Regions from separate parts of the Mus musculus genome. Here regions 1, 3 and 4 are each linked to region 2. A link is a contact called in public promoter capture Hi-C and targeted proximity ligation data. All regions are on one chromosome and are shown on one strand. The core of a region is the stretch at or near the end of the contact, and the rest is flanking DNA. Distances in the headings are between cores, read along the strand shown. Region 1 overlaps Dennd3 (DENN/MADD domain containing 3). Region 2 holds the start of Ptk2 (PTK2 protein tyrosine kinase 2). Region 3 holds the start of Dennd3 (DENN/MADD domain containing 3). Region 4 overlaps Ptk2 (PTK2 protein tyrosine kinase 2).

Region 1 (4,974 bases), core at 1,837-4,336, 120 kb before region 2:
AAAACTTCTGAAAAGACCAATACAATAAGACATGATTAGATCTGGAAAGGCCTTTGAGAAACGGTTCAACAAGGAGGAATAAGTGGGTGGAGCCTCCCAGCCCCGCCCCTCTTACCTGCTTATAAAACTGCTGGTCCCCTGCCGCTCTTGTCTTGAGAAACTCCTCGCTGTTGAAGACGCGGTGTTCATAATTCAAGTGATTCTTCACTTCCCTAGCAAAGAGAAGGTGGGCCACGCACTCAACCACCACAATGCCCAAAGTCATGCTGTCCAGCAGGAGAATGGTGCTGAGAAACACACTCTTCGGAGCTCACTGCATCCCAGGATGACAGCATCAGGATGGACTGTGTGGTCCTCATCACTTCTCTAACCAGGAAGAAGCTGGGAGACAGGGCCACTGCCTCCTTGGACCTCAGCTCTTTATGCCAATTAAGGCTCAACAATCAGCTATCATGCTACAAAAACCACTGAGTTCAGAGGTCAATTTGGAGTTAGAGGGCATGGAAATGCTGCCCACAATGCAGCCACAGCCACAAGTCTATTTAGCCAAGCTTCTCCACTCCATAACCTGTCCCACAAGCCCATGGGACCTCAGTTTACAATCTCCCCAAGCTACAGAGGCATGCTATAAATACTCGACAGCCTGCAGGGTATGGCCAGGTGGATGTGCCTGGTGTCTTCCTTCCATTGTGAGAGAAGACACACTCATCTAGAGTCTTACAGCCTGGAATCTTCTTTTCTTCCTGCTGTTTTGTTTTGGGCAGAGTGAACAGTCTTATGTTGCTCATGCTGGCCTCAAACTTGGAGGATAGCCTTGCACTATGGGTCTTCCTACCTCTGCCTCCCTCCTAAAATTCTGGGATCACAGGCTTGCACCAGGATACTTGGTTATAAACTGTTTTGTTCTTGTTTTGCTTAAAAATATATAAAGACACTCAACTGCTTCAGTTATAAAAAAAAATTGGTCTCCCTGGGGCTGGAGAGATGGCTCAGCAGTTAAGAGCATAAGAGACCTTCCAGAGGTCATGAGTTTAATTCCCAGCAACCATATGGTGGCTCAAAACCATCTGTAATTGGATTTGATGTGTTCATTTGGTATGTCTGAAGACAGCAACAGTGTGCTCATACACATTAAATAAATAAATAAATAAATAAATAAATAAATAAATCTTTTTACAAAAAAATGTACCTCCCAAGAATAAAAAAGAAACATATCCAGGACCACACTTTTAGCAAAAAAACAAAACAAAACAAAACAAAAACAAAACACCCAAAAACAAACAAACAAAAAAACAATACAATCTGTCTCTGACACACCACTTCATTTTCTTACTAATCAATTTGCTTTCTGTAAGTGAAGACATCAAAAAAACAAAGCTGTTTAAGTTTCAGTTTGGAAATAATCAGAGTACTACTGGGAGGGCCATGGCTCTCTGCCAACCCCCTCCCCTGAGTGGACAACCCTTCAGAAGAGACCAGAACCTGCATCAAAGCCTCCTTCTCTGTGGATGCACGGAGCAAGCAGCAAGAGAGGAGCAGGATGCTACAGAAGTAAGAGTTGGAAGGAAGAAAAGGCCCCAAGCCGTGATACAACTCCTTAATCGATGCGTGTTGAGTTGTTGGAAGTAACAACTCAGCTCCTATACAGTGTCACATTCAACACACAAACTGTACTTGACTACTTAGCTGACGCCCCGGGGCTCAGGCAGCACAGGCACACACCATGAAGTGGGCAATGTCAAAGAGCTTCCCGGCAGCAAAGCACACACTCATCTGTCCTGAGCCCCTTGGATGGCGCACTGGCTGGTTTCTGAGTCCTGTGGCTATGGCCCCCACCCTCCCAGGTATCTCTTCACTTCTGGGACACACCATCCCTGGACTGACCCTGAGCCTTCAGCCAGAGCACATGGGCACCATCTCCCAGGAAGCCACCTTGGAAATAGCCATTTAAGTGTCCAGTGATAGGAGAGAGAGATATTGAAGACTGGGAGGGTGTTGGGCAGGGTCAGAGCAGACCCTGCTGCACTTGTCATGAGGAAAGGCTGGGAAATGAACTCAGTAGCCACTCCCAGATCTGTGATACCTGAAGATGCCAACGAGCAGCTGTAGAGTGATGTGCTGAATCTTGCAGTTGAGAGTCTGCTGCCAGGCTCGGCGGCGGGCTCGGCCCTCGTTCAAGTCTGTGCTGGCACTCAGGTGGGCAAGGTGCAAATCCGGGTGCAGCTGGAGACTCTGGACTCTGAGGAAAAGCAGGCTAAGCTGAGTACCTGGTGTGACGTGGGCAGAGACCAGGTAGACAGTTCAAGATGCTCTGATGCCCGTCATCAGTGAGGGAGGGCATTAAGGGCCCAGGGCTACAAAAGTTAATTCCCAATTCCAAATGTTACCACATGAAGGCCTCGCTTCAGACCCAATCAGGCCTCCTTCCAGGACACAAGACATTTCTGTGTCAGGGCTGCCAGGAGTTCCCATGGTTCCCGTGGTTCCCAACAGTGACCCATCAGCGACCCAGCAACATCCTTTGCCCAGGCAGGACCAGAAGCTACTCTGATCCTGAGTGCCACCATTCAGTGGTCTGGCATAGAGCGGCCATTGGCTCATCTGCAGGTCCTCAGGCACAGAGGAACTTACCCAAAGCCAAAGCCACCACACAGGCCTAGGCCCTGGCCTTCCTATCAGCATTCAAGCCCATGTTTTGAGAAAAGCTTGGTGATATAGGCTCAGTCCTCAGCATTTCAAGGACATGAAATCTGCCCAAGGGAGGCCCTGGGCATTAGCAAACAAGCCTGTCATTTAAAACAGGCGGGAGCAACACAAGTCTGGTCCACAAATGTTCTTTGTGCACCCACTGTGGGTCAGGCACAGACTGTGAGTATGGACCAGGCAGAGGCCCTACTGCATGGATCTTACGCCAGAATAGGGGGAAACAGAAAACAGAGAAGCCAGCCACAGAGCAGAACACGATCAAGGCCAGTGGAGACTCCCTATGGTGAGGCTATGATGGTGAAAAGGCAGACTATGGGAGGAGGGTGCTCCTGTGAGAGAGTCTGACCCTGCTCTGTAAGAGGCAAGGTACATGGCCCCTAGGGGTAAGGCAGAGGAGATGCTCTTGGGTGCCCACGGTGAGCTTGTAGGGCCTGGCATGATTCAAAACCACATGAACCATAAAGGAGCAGGTGCGGGTTGGTGTGGCTGCCCTGGGTAGGTGTCCCAGCCCTGCTGACCTGACCAGTGAGGCCTCACAGCTCCTTCCCCGTGTGACAGGGTTACGGCAACTGCACATAGCACCAAACTGACATTCGCCAGGCAGAGCACAGAGCAGGGGACAGGAGGGACAGAACACCAGGGACTCCCCTACATGAAACACAGCGGTGCTGCCTGCAGTGTGGTGGTCTTCTGTTTGGGCACAGTTTGGAGTAAGAAGCTGTTCCCTGTAGAACCTTGTCCTCCACACACACACAACACACACACACACACACACACACACACACACACACACACAGAGCCGGCACTACCAAAAAAGGGGCCCTTATTCCTGACCTACAGTGAAGAAAGCTTCTTATCAGAAGAAAAGGAAGAGCATTGTGGCCCAGGACCTCTAGGGGAATCTGGGAGAAAAAAACCCTACTGCCCTGTGTTCCTCCAGCCAAACATGTGTGTATATAGGTGTTGCTCTGTCTTCTAGGACAGTTAAGGAGCCCCCACAATGGCCTGGATCGGGCTTAGAAGTATATGGATCTGTCAGGTTTATAAAACAGTGTTCCTGGACTGAACCTCTGTGAGATGCTTCACCCACAGGCACATTGGGGGGGCGGGTGCTGCCAGCCACAGCAGGGACCCAACCCCACACCCCTGTACTTGGGTTCTGAAAAGCAAGCATGCCAACCATGCTAGGTTCTTCTGCCAAAGCAAACAGCACAGCCAGGTCAGCGTGGAATGACTCTGCCATGCTTATCAAGAGGAATATGTAAGAATCCACTCAGGAGCCTGACCCAACCCCCCAGGCCGCTGCAGGAAGATGGCTATAGCTGTAGCTCCCGCAGCCGTGAACTCCCCATGTTTTCCCTACCATCTCTTTGGTGTTTTGCCTGCATGCATGCCCGTGTGAGGGAGTCAGATCCCCTGACACAGTTACAGACAGCTGTGAGCTGCCATGTGGATGCTGGGGACTGGCCCTGAGTCCTCTGGAAGAGGAGAGAGCCAGTGCTCTTAACTGCTGGCCCATCTCTCCAGCCTGACTGCGGAGTCTTTCATGGGGCTTAGCATGTGCTGAGGCCCTGGGTTCTAACCCCACCACAGATCAAAGAACCCAGCTTTGAGAGCAGAGGTGTTTCAGGTGTGAAAGTCTGAATACCTGCATGTACCTAAACATATATGCATATAGTATATACACCTATGAATATGTATACACTCGTCATATACTATACATCTCAGTGCTGGACCCGAGCCTAAACACCGAGGTCATTTATATGAAGACATAGATGAAGGCACTTTACCACGGTTTTGGTTTTGGTTTGGTTTGGTTTTTTATTTTTCTAGGCAAAGAGTTTCTCTGTGTAGCCCTAGCTGTCCTAGAAATCACTCTGTAGACCAGGCTGGCCTTGAACTCAGAGATCCACTAACCTCTGCCTCCTGAGTGCTGGGGTTAAAGGTGTGTGCCCCCACCGCCTGGCTCATAAACCTGTGTTTTGAATGTGACCTGTCACATGAGATTGGATGAAACATTTTTTTCCTGGCCCAGAGTCAGCATTCAGAATGATACAGATGTTGAAGTATTTTAAAGCTTGGATTTTCAGACTAGAGATACTTTACCAACAATTAGCAGGCACCATCCAGGAAAGGGAATATCCACAGGGCCAGCATGAGAGCTTAGGAAAGCCCAGCACACATGCTCAAACACAATGCCCTGGCTTCCCAGCCCAGTGTTCCAGGACCCCCAACAGGAGGACCAAAGGGGACCAGAGAGCATATCTA
Region 2 (5,435 bases), core at 1,377-3,876:
TGAGACACAGCTTTCACATCCATGAAGTGGGGATATCGATAACAGGTGGTCACCCGCAGGGTTATGAGGCTATTATAGGATATATGAGGACAGCCTTCTGGATACTACTCTCCCATCTGTCAGCCACACTGACACAGCAGACACTCTGCTGTTTTGTAATAGCTCTTTGCTTCCCATGGCAATATTATTTCTTTTTTTTTGTTTGTTTGGTTTTTTTTTTTTTTTTGAGACAGGGATTCTCTGTATAGCCTTGGCTGTCCTGGAATTCACTCTGTAGACCTGGCTGCTTCTGCCTCCCAAGTGCTGGGATTAAAGGCATGTGCCACCAATGCCTGGCTGCGGTCATGGTGTTTTGACAAAGTAACTAAGACACAAGACACAATTTGGAGGTGCGGACTGTATTCAGCTGGACATTACTGGTCTTTGAAGGCCCCATGAGGCTGCTATTGACTGACCATTTGGCTGGAGCTGGGTGGCTCAGCATAGCCTCGCTCACAAGCCTAGAGGCTGGCAGCTTGCTGCTAGGGTCCCATGTGGCTTGCTTAGGAGGCCAACTTTCACTCTTTTGTCAGGGTTAAGAAGAAACAGCTTTGGGTATCCTGTGATCAGCACCATGTCACCTATGATGTATCACTGTGATCAAAGCAAAGTATGAGACTTGTGCAGATTCAAGGGGTGAAAACTCAGATTCTGCCTCCTGTTGGGAGGCCTGTCAAAGACTCGGTGACCCTTTTCAGTCCACTGCAGAGTGCTACCTCTCCTCACAAAGCCATTTTTGATGCAAACCCCCTTTTGTGTCACCACTCCAAGCCCCTCCCCCCTATCCTTCTGATACTTTAAATAATAATCTCTCATTTTACACCATGCAAAGCTTCATTCACCCACTCAACAAATATTTACTGTGTGCCAGGGACTGCCTGGGGAACAAAACAAAGTCCCTGTTCTATGAATCTAGAAGTCCAGAGCAGAGACAATCGAGAGACGGACAAGAGCAGTGTTGAACTGTTCTGAACAATAGGTTTGGAGACAACAGGGTAAGCAGGCAAGGAGCCTAGATGGGAGCACACTCAGCAGGGCAATGGGTGGCTCGGGTTTCAAAGTAGTCAGCTGACATTACCGAAGTGACAACTAACATGGGGCCGAAGAAAAAGTGCTAGAGGTGACACAGAGACATAATCCCTTCTAATTTTAAGTGCAGAAAAACACTATAGGTTGGCTATTGTGACATAATCTGTAATCCCAGCACCAGAAGATGGAAGTAGAAAGAGCTGGAGTTCAAGGCTATCCTCAGCTACACAGAAAGTTTTAGTACAGCCTGGGCTACATGAAACTATATCTCAAACAAACAAACAAACAAACAAGAACGAAACAAAATAAAACTAGAGCTAGAGGGATCCCTCAGTGGTTAAGAGCACTTGTCTTTGGAAAGGTCCTAGATTCTATTCCCACACCAACATGGTGGCTGGCTCACGACTATCTCTAATTTCAGAAGAGATCCAATACCCTCTTCTGACCTCCACGTGCACCAGGCATGTGTGTGATACCCATATATACATTCAAGGAAAACACACAAGTACAATAAAATAAATAAATCTGGGAGAGAAAAAAAAACCCCCAAACATAACCACCACTACTAGTTCAAATCCAAGTTTAATACACTTCATTAAAAAAAACAATAAAAAAGAAACACTAAAATATGGCAAAATCTCGACAACTCAAAGCGTTTTATTATACCTGAGTAAATTACAGCTCCCAGGTATGTAGTGGTTGGTGGTTCTGTGTTCACCTTTCACTGCCTGTCCTGCTTGCTCGTTGGCTTGTGGTCGAAGATCAAAATGACACCATTAAAAATGAAAGTTCCCCGCTTCTGGTTTCATTTCCTACCGCAAGGATGCCAGTGATTTTTTTCCTTTTTTTTTTTCAGAGATCACAAATCAGTCACCACTTCCTGCTTAAGACTCTCCGTAGGGTTGCTGCACAAAAACAAACTCAGGGAAACTAGGCACGGCTCGGAAGGACAGGGCCACCTGCTTGATTCAGGCAAAGGTGTCCCCCCAGTCTCACGTTTCGTGGTAAGTTCCGCGCTGGAACTGGCTCTTAAGCCAGCAGCCATCCACAGTGGCTCTCCCGTTCTGGCCCTCCTGTCCACCCAGTGTCCCCGAAAGGCTTCCCCAGTCTTAAGATCTACAGGGGCTGCGGGAAGGGGCTGGAATGTGAGTGGCCCCAGGCACTCCTAAACGATCTTTCGGACCGTCTTCAGAGATCCATTAAAATACTCTCTGTGCCTCAGTTTCCCCATCTACAGAAAGCCCATGAACCTCTATTGAAGCGGTGAAGCCTGGAGAAGATCAGGGCCGGCGTGTGTGCGGCTAAGGATCTCCTGTGACCGTGAGGGACCCAGGCCTAGTCCGCAGACCCTGGGGCGGCCACAGGGGCCACCTCGTCATCCCGGAACAGCGCTATCCGCGGACGACGCCACGCCCGCACAGCTGGGATACACTTTACTAGGAGCCGGGCGCGCCGGACTGCTCTGCGCAGGCGCGGTCCGCACTGCGCAGGCGTAGAGCTCTGCGCTGAGGTGAGGCATTGCGCGCCGCGAGGTGTGGGCGCGCGCTCCCCAGCCACGGCGCACGCGCGGGCCCGCGCCGACTCAGCACGGCCCGAGGGCGCGAGCCCGCCGTCACCGCTACCGCCGCCGGCCGGACCGCCGTGCGCCCGGCGTGCGCGTGGGAGAGAGCACGGCTGCCGGTGCCGGCGCCGCCCCGCTGCCTTCTATCTGCCTCAGCCTCGCGCGCCCAGTGGTGGCCGGTGAGTGCGGGGCTCGGGCCGCGGCCGCGGAGGCGCGGGCTCAGGGCGTTGGGCGGCGCGGGCCGCGGTGCGGGCTTCGGCGGACACGGCCCCCACCGCGCCCCGGCCTCGCTCCTCGTCAGGCCGGGCCCCGAGGGCTGAGGAGGCCGCGGGGCTGGGGCGCGAGAGGCCGCGGGGTCCGGGACGGCGGGGCGGGCGCGGCGGGGACCGGGAGGCCCGAAAGCCGAAAAACAAAAGAGGTGGCAGGCGGAGTGCTGAGCAGCCGCGGGGTGGCCGGCGCGGGGCTTCCAGTGCGACCGCACGAACCCCGGAGTCATTGTGCTGTCCAAGTTCCCTCCGCCCCGACCCAGCCCCGCCACGGCGCGCTGCCTGTCCCCGCCGGTCCTCGCCGGCTGCTTTTGTGGCACCGCTCGGAGGAGCGATCGTGTCTGTGTGCGCACTTGTGTCGTTTAATTGTAAGGTTTATTTTATTTTATTTTAATTTTTTTTTTGCGGAGAAATGCGCCGAGGAGAAAGTTGCTTTTTGAAAGCCATTTCAACAGTGTCTCATTCTTGCATAGTTAGACTGCAGCTGGGTGTTTGGCAGTGGGACCAAGATAATAGCAATACTGTAATGATTATGGGAACTGGTTGAAATAGGTTGGAGCTGAAGGCACTGCAAGAGTTTGCGGGTTCGTTTTAAATCTGACCAGCGCTGGCATTTCTACTTAGAATGGAAGCTTTATCATGGTTGTGGTAATGGGTTATTACTACTTGAAGTGAAATAGCAGCGCCTCACTGTGTGTGTGTGTATTTATAAACTGAGGAATGAAAAGTCTCCTTTCAAAGACAGGTCTCTGAACAGTGACCTGGGACAGAAGTATTGTGAATGCAGACATAAAAAGAGCTAGTTCATCTAACATTAGCATTCTCCGAATTTTTGTGGAGATACACTATAGATAATATTTCCACTCAGTGATACTGTTGAGTTTCGTGTAGTATTTAAACGTGAACTTTTTTTTTTTTTTCCTGGGTATGAAACACCAGGGCTTCCCACGCGGTTCGTGCTGGTCCACAAAGCCACGCCCCCAGTCCTAACAGGAAACTTTAAGGAACGTGGACATGGTTCCCAGTATTATTATGAATTTAGTTTTATATTTGTGGCTGTTGTAAGTGGGCCGATCCCTGGCCTCCTTTTAAGACACTTGAGCTTATTAAAAGGCTACAAGAGTACATTTTCCTGGAAAGGATCTTGTTAGGGACATTGCCATATAAGCTAACTTATACGTGATCTACAGGCAAAGGTGGCTTCTGTTTGGGAGGGACCCACAAGTCACAGCTTTTAGGACTGTGTGGCTCAGGAAGAGATGATGCCTGGACAGGTAAGTCCTTTTGGCTCAAAATCCATAGTGTGGGGCCAGGACAGCTTTGGCAAGCTCCCTAGAGTAGATGGGACCTACTGTGTTTGAGGCTGGCAGCCCACTAAACAAGGAAGTGTTGGGGGTGGAGTTCCAGCAGTAGCTGTGAAGGGTGGGAGGAGGCAGCACGGAGGAAGCGGGGTATGTGAAGTAGTTTGGAACTCTAATCCTGTTGTTGGAAATTACATAATCCCCCAGTCCTCAAAACCCTGTTCTGGAGCTGGTTAGATAACTCTTCTCCATAGGAATTGGGAGATCTAAAAGACATTTGTAGGCTGGGCAGTTAGCTCTTTGTGTGTTACGTGTGAAAGGCTCGGAGTTTGAGCAGTGGCACAGTCCTTCCCTCAGAATATAAAGAGGTGTTAACCCGAGTTGCTTTAAAGATGATTGAGCATGTAGAAGAAAGGATTTTATATTACACTGTATAATGCAATAAAACTAGTTTTGACATCATTGCCCTTTCTTGGGATGTTAATTTGAGTAAGAGAAGTAGGAACTTTGTTCACAGAAATTTTGAGTCGACTCGCCCCTTAGGTCTTAATTTTGAGAAAATAATTAAAAATGAATTACAAAAGATGTGGCTCAACATGTTCATATAGTGTGCAAATCTTTTTAGTTTGCATTAGACATTTTCGGTTTAGATGAATTTTTACCTGGGTCACTTCTTGTTTTAAATTCAGTCACATTAAAAGTTAATTTTTTTTCATTATTTGTGTGTGTGTATGATATGTGTGCAAGTTGGCGTGTACCTCAGTGCAAGTGTGGAGGTCAGAGCAACTTTGTGGAGTTGCTTCTTGCCTTCTACCAGAGGTTGAATTTAAGTTGCTGGGCTTATTACAGCCAAGTGCTATTTCCTGTGGTGCTATCTTACCAGCCTGTAGTTGTCGTCGTCGTCGTCATCATCATCATCATCATCATCATCATCGGATCATCATTGCTGGTGGTAGCAGCAGTGGTGGTGATGATAGTCACTACAATTGGAGAAGCATATAGGGAGTGTGGCTCAGTGGTAGCAAGTGTTCATGAAGCTCTGCGTTTGAGCCCTAGCACTGCAAAGATCAAAATAATCAGACAATTATGGTTTCTGTGGGCTTTGCTTTAAATCTTGGAGTCTACCACTTAGAATACATATTTTTGTTACCATTTCCTCTACTAAGATTCCTAAAATAATCAGCAATAAATTGTTATTGGAATCTTTTTCTGATACTTTTAGAATTACTTAAGTTCAAG
Region 3 (5,201 bases), core at 504-3,003, 89 kb before region 2:
TTTTTCTCCCCTCTCTTTGAAATTCCTAGCAGAGCACACAATGAGGCAAACTAGCCTGAAACTCCCCCCTCTCACCTGGGAGGTGCCACCGACTGCCTAATTCGGGAAAGTACCACTCTGAATCCCCCAGTTGACTAAGCCGGTTCTCAAAAATCATGCCTCACACCCAACAGGCAAGAACCATACTGCAAGACCCAGGGCACAAAGACACGGACAGATGCCCAGAGAGACCACAGTGAAACCAGGCCATTTCCGATTCTAAGAAGAAAAAAAAAAAAAAAAGGCAGTGCTGTTTGGTAAGTTAGAGGCACAAAGACAATGGAGGACACACTGGCATTTATAAGGGACATCAGAGAAGTGACAAATCATTTTCATAGGGACAAGGGCCATTTACTGGTCACATTCACTTAGGGAAGAAACTATCTAGGCTTTTTATTTTAATTTTTTTAGATTTATTTATTATCATATGTAAGTTCACTGTAGCTGTCTTTAGACACACGGAAGAGAGCAACATATCTCATTATGGATGATTGTTAGCCACCATGTGGTTGCTGGGATTTGAACTCAGGACCTTAGAAAGAGCAGTCAGTGCTCTTACCCGGGGAGCCACCTCACCAGCCCAAACTATCTAGGCTTTAACACTCATTCGGCTACTTTTACTGACGGTTAACTTTTCTTGTTTTGTCTCCACTACTCATCACATCGATATGCAACACTCAGATGATCTCTCCAGACACTTAACGGGATACTAGGGAAATCGCTGAGAAAATGGCAGTTCCCAATTATGCCGGGTTCAAAAGAAAAATTGAAGCACCAATGGATTGGGAGAAAACAACCTGGGTTCCAGAATAAAAAAACGAAAGAAAACACAGCGCAGAAATCAGGAGTATGAGATGTTCAGACGCCGCTGCTGTCTTTCCAGAGACAGGGAGCTGAATCTATCTTTGGTTCCTAGGCACAGACGGAGAGAAGGGAGGGACTGCACAGCAAGTGAAGAAAATGGCTATGCAGCAAGCTCGACTAAAAGTGGAATATTCAAAGCTGGTGGTTGACTCTAACACCTGAAACCTCACTATTCGGCACGGAGTACAGAACCCATCACTTAGGCAGTGAAGGGAACCATTTAGTCGCTACTGGGAGAGGATCTTGTCTAGTTGCCCGTGAACTCAGCAGATCCCCGCTGGGCCAGCACCTCGCCCCACATCCTGAGTGTGGAGGAACGCTTCAGTGCACAGAAGCCGGTCTGTACCACCACAAGCACCAAGTCCAAGCCGGCCGGTCCCGGAGGGAGGAAAGGCCAGCCGCCAGTTGCCCTATGAGCTGTGCTCATCCCTCACAGCTGGGACCTGACCCTGAGGCTTTGGCGCCGCAGCGGTGCGTAGCCTCTGAAGCCAGCCACACTCAAACCTGGCTGGCACCTCTCTGTCTCCCCCACCCCAACTCAGTTTCCCCTCTAACCCCTTACCTGCTCCAGGCCGCGGAGGCTGTCTTGAGAGGCGCCCAGCAGCGCGCACAACTCCAGCAGCCCCGAGGGCAGCGACAGGTGTCGCGCCGCGGGCTCCGCCATGACCTTCCCGCCACCCGCCTAGCACACTGCGCTCCGAGCCCTCGATTGTCGGGCCGGGGTGACGCGACTCAGAGGGCGCCGGCGCCCACAACCCAGACCCCAGCGGAGCACCCCTGCCCAAGCCTCCCCGCCTCTCTTGGGCTGGTTGCCAGCCAGCCGCGTCCGCGGAATGGGCGGGGCCTACGAGCAAATAGGAGGGGCGTGGCCTGTGTGTGTGTGTGGGGGGGGGGGGGGTCCGGTGTGGACGGGACCTAGGAGGCGGGGCCTGGATAGCGTGAACGAGCCTGGTCTGTGATTTGGCAGGGGCAGGACTTCTATGGAGGCGTGTCTGGCCGGACCTGCGTGGGTGTGGCCTCTTCGGGGTGGGAAGAAGGGGGTGCGGGCGGACTCTGCCGCCACACAAGCTCAGTCATTTCCTAAGCCCCTCTGCGGGTTTGGCCCCTCCTCCTGTCCCCCGGAATACGGAAGGAATGGGCGGCATCCCCAGGTGACCAGCCACGTCATCCAGCCCCGGAGGCTCTTCTCCAGAGGTCCACGCCCGCCCTCCCCCCCCCCCCAACAAGTAAGGGACAAAGGCCTGGTCTCCTGCCACCTCCAGGAAGCTCTCTTGTGCCAGGACGGGAAGTAGACCCTGTGGGTACCTGGAAGAACCGTCGGGAAGGGAGTGTGAAGATCCACTCCTGATGAGTAGCTTCACGGTTGACTGCAGGCCTCTGCAAGAACCTCGGTTAAATTTAGCATGAAATGGGCAAGGTGGAAGACCAATGAACTTTTCCAGGAATTATATATTATATATTAAAAAACAAAAACACTGAAGGAATGATCACTAGTAGCGTCAAATATTTGTCAAAACATCAGCCTAGAGTGACTAAACAAGTCTTGGGAGCAAAACCTGGGTAGGCTGGCTGGGGTAGGGGTGGGGAGCAGGACTCAGAAGCAGCCTAGCCAGCCTGTAGGCTGCCTGACCTCTGCAGCCCTCATCCCTTGTCCAGGAACCCAAAGGACGTGTTAATGTCACTGATATTAAAGTTTTATACCTGCTTATCTGACTCTTGCATTAGCTCATCTGAGATGGCCTCAGCTAGGCACAGACCTGAGCGGAGCAAGCCTCATAGGGATCCATCACAGACCGTGGGCCACTCTGTAAGCAATCAGAATCTTAATCAAAATCTACTGTGTCAACTATGTGTGTATATGGGCAGACCTAGCATCTATTGGCCTCTACTTCCTGTTTGTGGAATGTCCTGTGGAATGGAGGCCAGGACATTCAGTTGGCAGGGACCCTGTAAGGCTCAGGGTAGAGCAGATCTTATATCTGCTCTGTTCCTGACTGAGGTGGAAAGTCCACAGCCAGGCTCCAGAGTTCATCTTCTGTAAGCCTCCCTGTGCCAGAAAGTCCAGCCACATAATCTCCCAGGCTTCCTGGTTCTGTGCTTTTTAAATTAAATCCCCATAGGACTAGTGGTTTGCTTCTGTAATTGTAACAATTTGAAAGTGGGCAGAGGATCATAAAGGAATTTCAGGCCAGTACAGGCTACACAGCAGAAATAGATAAATAAAAGTCCCCATGACCCATGCTGCAGGTACTTTCCAAGTAAGTACCCACAAGAAACCTACCATGGGCCTAGGGTTTGTGGTCAAGCATGTACTTGCTTAGCATGTACCAGAGCCACAAGAGTCCTCTTCTGTTCCCAGGTACCTCAGAACATGCAGATTATGGAACTATACTGTGCACAAACAGATCTGGAAATGGCCTAGAAGTGGCATTAAGAAACTCCAATCACAGCTAGGTGGCAACGGTGCACACACCCTGTACTGGCTGGTTTTGTGTCAACTTGACACAGGCTGGAGTTATCACAGAGAAAGGAGCTTCAGTTGAGGAAATGCCTCCATGAGATCCAGCTGTAAGGCGTTTTCTCAATTAGTGATCAAGGGGGAAAGGCCCCTTGTGGGTGGGACCATCTCTGGGCTGGTAGTGTTGGGTTCTATAAGAAAGCAGGCTGAGCAAGCCAGGGGAAGCAAGCCAGTAAAGAACATCCCTCCATGGCTTCTGCATCAGCTCCTGCTTCCTGACCTGCTTGAGTTCCAGTCCTGACTTCCTTGGTGATAAGCAGCAGTATGGAAGTGTAAGCCGAATAAACCCTTTCCTCCCCAACTTGCTTCTTGGTCATGATGTTTGTGCAGGAATAGAAACTCTGACTAAGACACACCCTTAATCCAGCATTTGGGAGGCAGAGGCAGAGGCAGGTGAATCTCTGACTTTGAGGCCAGCCTGGTTCACAGATCAAGTTCCAGAATACTCAAAGCTACACAGAGAAACCCTGTCTCAGAAACAAAACAAAACAACAACCCTCCAATCACAACCAGACATGATAGCACACACTTTAACCCAGTATTTGGGAGGCAAAGGCAGGCAGATCTTTGAGTTTGAGGTCATTTTGGTCTAAATACTGAGTTCCAGGCTAGCCAATGCTGCCTAGTAAGAGCTTACCTCAAAAAAGAGAAAGAAGTTAGCCAATTATTCAAACAAAAACTTATGTGTCAAAAGATACTAGCAAGAGAGTACAAAAGACACTCAGACTGAGAGAAACACTGTAGTCTTTCTGAAGCAGCACAGGGTAGCTGTTGACCTAAGAGCCCTGCAGCCCAGGCCAGCAGAAAAGCCGGAATCCCAGCACAATTACCTGCTTAAAACCTCTCTCCTTTCCCAGCTGCAAACCTGAAACTTTCTAAGAATCTCACCAGAAACTGAGTTGACAGGAATGGAGTCCCACCGAGTGGCCGTGCAACCCTTGGTGGTCTTTGTCAGACTGTGATTCCACCTAACCCATGCACTGAGCCATCACATTACATTACTCATTGGAGGGAAGAGGAGGGGGGAAGGGGGCTCTTAGCTTTTGACGTGTAACTTGAGAGCCACCAAAATGGTCTCTATAACAAACACTAAGAGAAACTATGACTCTCTTGAGCCTGGATCTACACTAGGTATGTCTTGCTTTTCCATCTTTCTTTGAGGCCACACCCATGATCACAAGTGTGTCTTTTCTTCCTGAGCATCTCTCTCTCTCTCTCTTTTTTTTTTTTCTTTTTTGGTTTTTCGAGACAGGGTTTCTCTGTATAGCCCTGGCTGTCCTGGAACTCACTTTGTAGACCAGGCTGGCCTTGAACTCAGAAGTTCGCCTACCTCTGCCTCCCGAGTGCTGGGAGCACTTTAGGCGTGCACCACCATGCCCGGCAAGCATCTCTCTCTCTCTTTTTTTTATATTTATTTATTTCATGAATATGAGTACACTGTCATTGAGTACACTGTCACTGACTTCAGACACACCAGAAGAGGGCATCAGCTCTCATTACAGATGGCTGTGAGCCACCATGTGGTGGCTGGGATTTGAACTCACGACCTCTGGAAGAGCAGCCAGTGCTCTAAACCACTGAGTCATCTCTCCAGCCCCAGCATCTCTCTCTCTTAACCCTTGTGTTTACACCTGTATTAAAATATCTTGTTTAAGATTTATTCATTTTAGTCAGGAGGTTGTGGCATATACCTTTAATCCCAGCACTCAGAAGATAGAGGCTGTGAGTTCGAAGCCAGCCTGATCTACAGAGTGAGTTCCAGGACAGCCAAGGCTACACA
Region 4 (4,966 bases), core at 2,456-4,955, 100 kb after region 2:
AGGCTGTGTGACAAACAGGATCAAAATCCTTGAACTAGAAGCAGGTAGCCTAGGAGATAATAGTTGAAAATTTGGAAGTTTTTCTTGAGCAGTAGTCAACATACTTCTCCTGCAAAGAGCCAGAAAGTGAATATTTTAGACTTTGAAGACCAAGAAACAAAATTGAAGACAATAAGAAGGTAGGTGTACAGCAAGACAAGAAACCAATTTTGGCAAGCATTTGTGTTGATGTTGCTCATACTGTAACTGCATGTAAATTTTGGTAATAGAGGTGTGTTGCAAGGGAAGGCAGACATTGTTCCACTCTGGGTTCAGAGTACATGCCCTTGTTTTCAATATCAACTGCAGATTTTTGTCTTTTAATTCAATTCTGTGAGGAAATTGTGAATGTTTCAGCTTTGCAGATGTATTCATACTGACAGGTATTCACACAAACTGGTGTCATTCATTAATGTGTGTGTGTGTGTAAATTTATTATTATTTGCATGTATGTGGTATATATATGAATGACTGTGGGCATCATGTGCCACAGTGTGCATCTGGACGTCAGAGTATAACTTTCAGGATCCCTTTTTCCTCTCCATTCTGGGTTCCTGGGATCAAACTCAAGTAATCAGCTCTGTGCAGCCAGCCCTTTTATTTGCTCAGCCATCTTACTGGCCTGCTTTTTGTGTGTTTGAAACAAAGACTCACTGTGGAATGGCAGGATTGTACCACTAAATCTGGCCCCATCTGTTTTTAATTGAACATGTTTATTGCCAGAGGTATCACCACTGTTGCTTTATGTTGGACTTCAGGTGTGTTCCTTCACAGATTTATAACAGAGTGAACAGTTAGGTGGGGACTGTGAGGTTGTACATTGAATTTTGAAGAACATGAATTTTTTGTGGCTTTTGCTCTGAGGCCCCCAAATGCTTTGGGAACTGGATTTATTACTCAGAGAAAAATTGTTCTGCAGTTTAGTAGAAATGCTGCTCATTTCTGCTTTGGGCTGAGTGGGGAGACCATGAAGCAGCAGAGCATTGTTGTGGCTTCAAAGCCACACACAAGTTGATCAGTCTTAGATTGTACAAGCCCACGTTGGTAAAAGGTGCAGTAATGATGCTTGCTACCGAAGCCTGGCAACCTGAATTTCATTGCTGGATCCCAGGTAACGTGGAAGGAGAGAACCAGCGCCACAAAACGTTTCTCTGACCCGCACACTTCTGTGGAGAACATGCATGTGTACAAAAGACTTATATTTTACGTTGTTTTCTGGTGTTACTTATTTTGTATCCAAATTTCAGTATAATTATTGATAAAATGTGAACAAATATGTAAAAAGCATTCAGCAAATATTTAGGGATTGATCATATTACAAACATTCCTGTCTTCTATTCCTTTATTTCAGGTGAAGAGTGACTACATGCAAGAAATAGCTGATCAAGTAGACCAAGAAATAGCTTTGAAGTTGGGTTGTTTGGAAATTAGGTAGGTAGTAATGCTACATAGTTTTTGTGTCTGTTTAATTTTTATGTATTGTCTTCCTTATGAAATTATCAGTAAAATCATGATTAAACTGTGAGATATTCCACATTATTTACTATTAGATCTGCCTTTCCTAGTTGTCTCTCCTGTAACAGCCTAAAGATTACTTTTATACACACGTCAGTGTATGTGTTTCCTGTTTTTAGGCGATCCTATTGGGAGATGAGGGGTAATGCCCTAGAGAAGAAGTCCAACTATGAAGTATTAGAGTAAGTACTGCACGTGCGAGCTGCCCATGCAGACTCTTGAGTTAACTTCCTCCTAGCTCATCTCTACTTAGAGGTTGCCTGACGTAATGGTCTTCTCAGTTTTTATTTGGAGGAGAAAAAGCTTCTAAAAAAAAAGTGCTGATGGCCTTAATCTTATTCACAAACATTTAAATGTAATGTTAAATGTCTTACAGTTAATTATGTGTATGATCTAACAACATAAATACATTTATACTAGACAAATGGGTTTGGTTTTTAAAAAGTATACGTTAAATTTCACTGACATGATACTTTGCTTCTGTTTTACATTGAAATTCCGAGTTGCCCATATATTGGTTAATTATTCATTTTCTCTGCAGATAAATGAAGGATTCTTTTAACAAATGGAGAAATGAGAGTTATTTGCTACTCATGTATTAGAGAATGTAGAACAGGAGACAATTTCTAGTAATGATACTAGTTTGCATATTTATCTGTTGTGTTTCATTGTTTTAAATGTGTGTAAGGGAAATTGGACCTCAATAAAAGTATCTTGATAAACGTTCTGTGTTTCATCTTGTTGATAATTAATTGAGCCAGATAGTTAATATTTATCATATCTGAGCGAAGCTCCATTTTACTGTTATTTACCACTATAGTTTCCATCTGTATTGTTATTGAAGTTTTTGTAGTATTTTGAGAGATGTGCTAACATAACATCAAAGTTTGCTCAGAGCTCATCTGTTGTAATGAAGACTATAAATGGCTTTAGATTTTATTTAGACTTTCTAGGCCAGTACAAATACTTTTATAGTATGATAGTATCACATTCCCCCATGCTGAAAATAGGAGCTTGTACAGCAGATATGGTCATAGAAAAAGAAAAGTAAAAGTATTTTGGAAAACAGTTACTGTTAGTAATAGGTACTTTAGATTCATCTTGGCTGTTTGTAAGCCTTTGCTGGTCCAGTCTGTCCGTCATGTTTAACAGTGCCCAAAGCGAATGCAGCTTCTACTCTCTGAGTTTAAGACGACAGTGTATGCCTAGCAGATAATAAATATGTCTATGAAAATATGTCACATGCATTGTATCCACTGATCGATGAGACGGGTACAAAAGAAGTAATTTTCAGTAGAATTTTTACTGTCCTTCCTTAGTTTCGGTTTAGCAGTTGCTGTTTGTTTTTGTTGTTGTTTGTCTTGTTTTTAATTTAAAATAGATATATTCTTCAGCCTTAGAAACTCCTTATTACTTAAAATTCAGATTGCTAGAACCTGAGAAATTATTAAAGGTTTTTTCGTCTTTTGTTTGTTTTTGGTGGTGGTTGTATGAGACAGGTTTTCATTTAGCCTGCTGGCTTTGAACATTAGCTCCTATTGCCTTCAGTCCCAGTACTGGGATTGCAGGCATTCATCTAGATGAAGTATTTGGAGAAAGTTTTAGGTTCCAGTTCCTAAGTTAGAAACGAGGCAAGTTTTGCAGTACTGTTGATGTAAAGCTGGTTTCTAGAAATTACAAAAATCAGGCAGCAGAGAACAAATTAGCAGAAGAGAAAGGATTGGGGTCTTACCCAGCACCTTTAAAATTCATGTGTGGGTTCTTTTTTGTGAAAAATCAGAAAAATGGACTGTGAGATTCCTTTACAAAGGTCAGAGCTGTGGTTTTTACTACTGGACAAGAGAGGAAGAGTCAGAGCATACATGTGAATCAGATCCTGCTTAGGAGACATGGCTGAGCCCCTGAGTGATACAGTCTGTAGTGCTCAGTTTGTATATGCATATATATGTAGTGATCGCACAGGTAAACATGGTGGCTACTGCAAGAAACGATCTTATATTCTGTGACTATAACTTTGCTTGGCTCTTTTGTATGTGCTTCACTTAAAATACCCAAGTTTTTGCACTTTTGCCACAGTGACTCTGCAGTTGTGTCATTTGTATGATGTCACTTACCACTTCAAAGGATTGGTGATAGCTGAGTGGTTGCATGTGCAGAGCCCCTGGCTCCAGGCCTAGCTTTTCTCTTGCTACTTGATGAGAAGCCTTTTGTGGTATACAGAAGTGGTCATGCTGGTAGCTGCCTGTTGGTATTACCAGAGGATTGAGTTTCATGATCCCAGAACTGTGAATTGACTGTAATCAATACTGTGAAGAGGAGAGATGATCAGTCAGCATGAAACCAAACTGTAGAGCTCTTCCAAAGAACATTGGCCAAAATGACTAACAGAGTATAGGCGTTACCAGTTGGGTTAATTTGGAGTGCTTTTGAATGGGTTTTAGGTTGTTTTCAAAGGTAATAAAATGTTCTCTAGTTAGAGAAAATTTTAGTTACATTGTTAAGTGGGGCAGGATTCATATCCCATATTTTTTCAGTCTTTTTTTTTTAAAAATATTTATTTATTTATTTTATGTATACGGGTACACTGTAGCTGAACAGATGGTTGTGAGCCTTCATGAGGTAGTTGGGAATTAAATTTTTAGGACCTCTGCTCGCTCCTGTCAACCCCCCTCACTCAGTCCCTGCTTGCTCCAGTCCAAAGATTTATTTATTATTATACATAAGTACACCGTAGCTGTCTTCAGACACACCAGAAGAGGGCGTCAGATCTCATTACGGGTGGTTGTGAGCCACCATGTGGTTGCTGGGATTTGAGCTCAGACCCTTTTTGAAGAGCAGTCAGTGCTCTTACCTGCTGAGCCATCTCGCCAGCCCATATTTTCTTAGTCTTAATACAGAACTTAATCCTTTGGAGGAACTAGTGGGTTCAAGGACACCACAGAAAATGCCCCACAGAATCAACTAGCCAGGTCTCATAGGAGCTTAACAGACTGAACCAACAACCAGGGAGCCTGTTTTAGGTCTGAGCTAGGTCCTTTGCATACATGTTATGGTTGTTTAGTTTAGTTTTGTGTTCTTGTGGGATACCTAATAGTGGGAGCAGGGGTTGTCTCTGACTCTTTTGCCTGCTTTTTGGGACCCTTTCCCTCCTACTTGGTTGCCTTGTCCAGCCTTAATATGATTACAAGATGCTCCATGTTAGTTTAATATCCCTGGGAGGCCTGTTATTTTCTGAAGGGAAATGGAGGAATAGATCTAGGGGAGAAGGGAGATGGCAGGGAGAGACTAGGAGAAAGGAAAGAGGGGAGACTGCAGTCAGGATTTAATATGGGTGCAGCATGCATCCATTGTAAATGAGATAAGGTTAGGTGTAGATTCTACCATTTTATCCAGCCTTATCATCCTCTCTGAA

The links. Promoter capture Hi-C pulls out the DNA fragments that hold promoters and counts their contacts.
Region 1: a promoter capture Hi-C map of the C10 cell line shows a contact between it and region 2. A contact is called at or near these places in 16 of 39 promoter capture datasets (the 3T3-L1 cell line, 3T3-L1-derived adipocytes, the C10 cell line and 10 more), 11 of 484 Hi-C or Micro-C datasets (the AML12 cell line, DN3 thymocytes, cerebral cortex and 7 more), 15 of 130 datasets of targeted methods (the SCID.adh cell line, astrocytes, bone marrow-derived macrophages and 11 more) and 3 of 9 other capture datasets (adipose tissue, liver and pancreatic islet).
Region 3: a targeted proximity ligation map of intestinal villus epithelium shows a contact between it and region 2, with 15 read pairs. A contact is called at or near these places in 5 of 39 promoter capture datasets (the C10 cell line, cranial neural crest, frontonasal cranial neural crest and 2 more), 13 of 484 Hi-C or Micro-C datasets (CD4 T cells, CD8 T cells, the MNK3 cell line and 8 more), 12 of 130 datasets of targeted methods (the SCID.adh cell line, embryonic forebrain, embryonic stem cells and 8 more) and 4 of 9 other capture datasets (adipose tissue, embryonic tail, liver and 1 more).
Region 4: a targeted proximity ligation map of the NIH/3T3 cell line shows a contact between it and region 2, with 13 read pairs. A contact is called at or near these places in 16 of 39 promoter capture datasets (the 3T3-L1 cell line, 3T3-L1-derived adipocytes, the C10 cell line and 10 more), 12 of 484 Hi-C or Micro-C datasets (the N1E-115 cell line, Th1 cells, adipose-derived mesenchymal stem cells and 8 more), 28 of 130 datasets of targeted methods (the 230-238 cell line, CD8 T cells, the NIH/3T3 cell line and 18 more) and 4 of 9 other capture datasets (adipose tissue, embryonic stem cells, liver and 1 more).

The regions. Positions count from the first base shown.
Region 1 is chr15:73,537,958-73,542,931 of GRCm38.p6, reverse strand. Dennd3 (DENN/MADD domain containing 3) reads right to left here. Exons shown (of 23, transcript NM_001081066.1): 9 at 2,084-2,239; 10 at 116-212. Among named protein-coding and RNA genes, the nearest start is that of Dennd3, 28 kb to the right of the region's middle.
Region 2 is chr15:73,420,382-73,425,816 of GRCm38.p6, reverse strand. Ptk2 (PTK2 protein tyrosine kinase 2) reads left to right here and starts at 2,626. Exons shown (of 35, transcript NM_001358046.1): 1 at 2,626-2,808.
Region 3 is chr15:73,509,112-73,514,312 of GRCm38.p6, reverse strand. Dennd3 (DENN/MADD domain containing 3) reads right to left here and starts at 1,753. Exons shown (of 23, transcript NM_001081066.1): 1 at 1,466-1,753. The coding sequence starts at 1,567.
Region 4 is chr15:73,317,545-73,322,510 of GRCm38.p6, reverse strand. Ptk2 (PTK2 protein tyrosine kinase 2) reads left to right here. Exons shown (of 35, transcript NM_001358046.1): 6 at 1,391-1,470; 7 at 1,674-1,736. Gm41344 (a long non-coding RNA gene) reads right to left here. Exons shown (of 2, transcript XR_875404.2): 1 at 3,669-4,966; 2 at 1-109. Among named protein-coding and RNA genes, the nearest start is that of Gm41344, 8.9 kb to the right of the region's middle.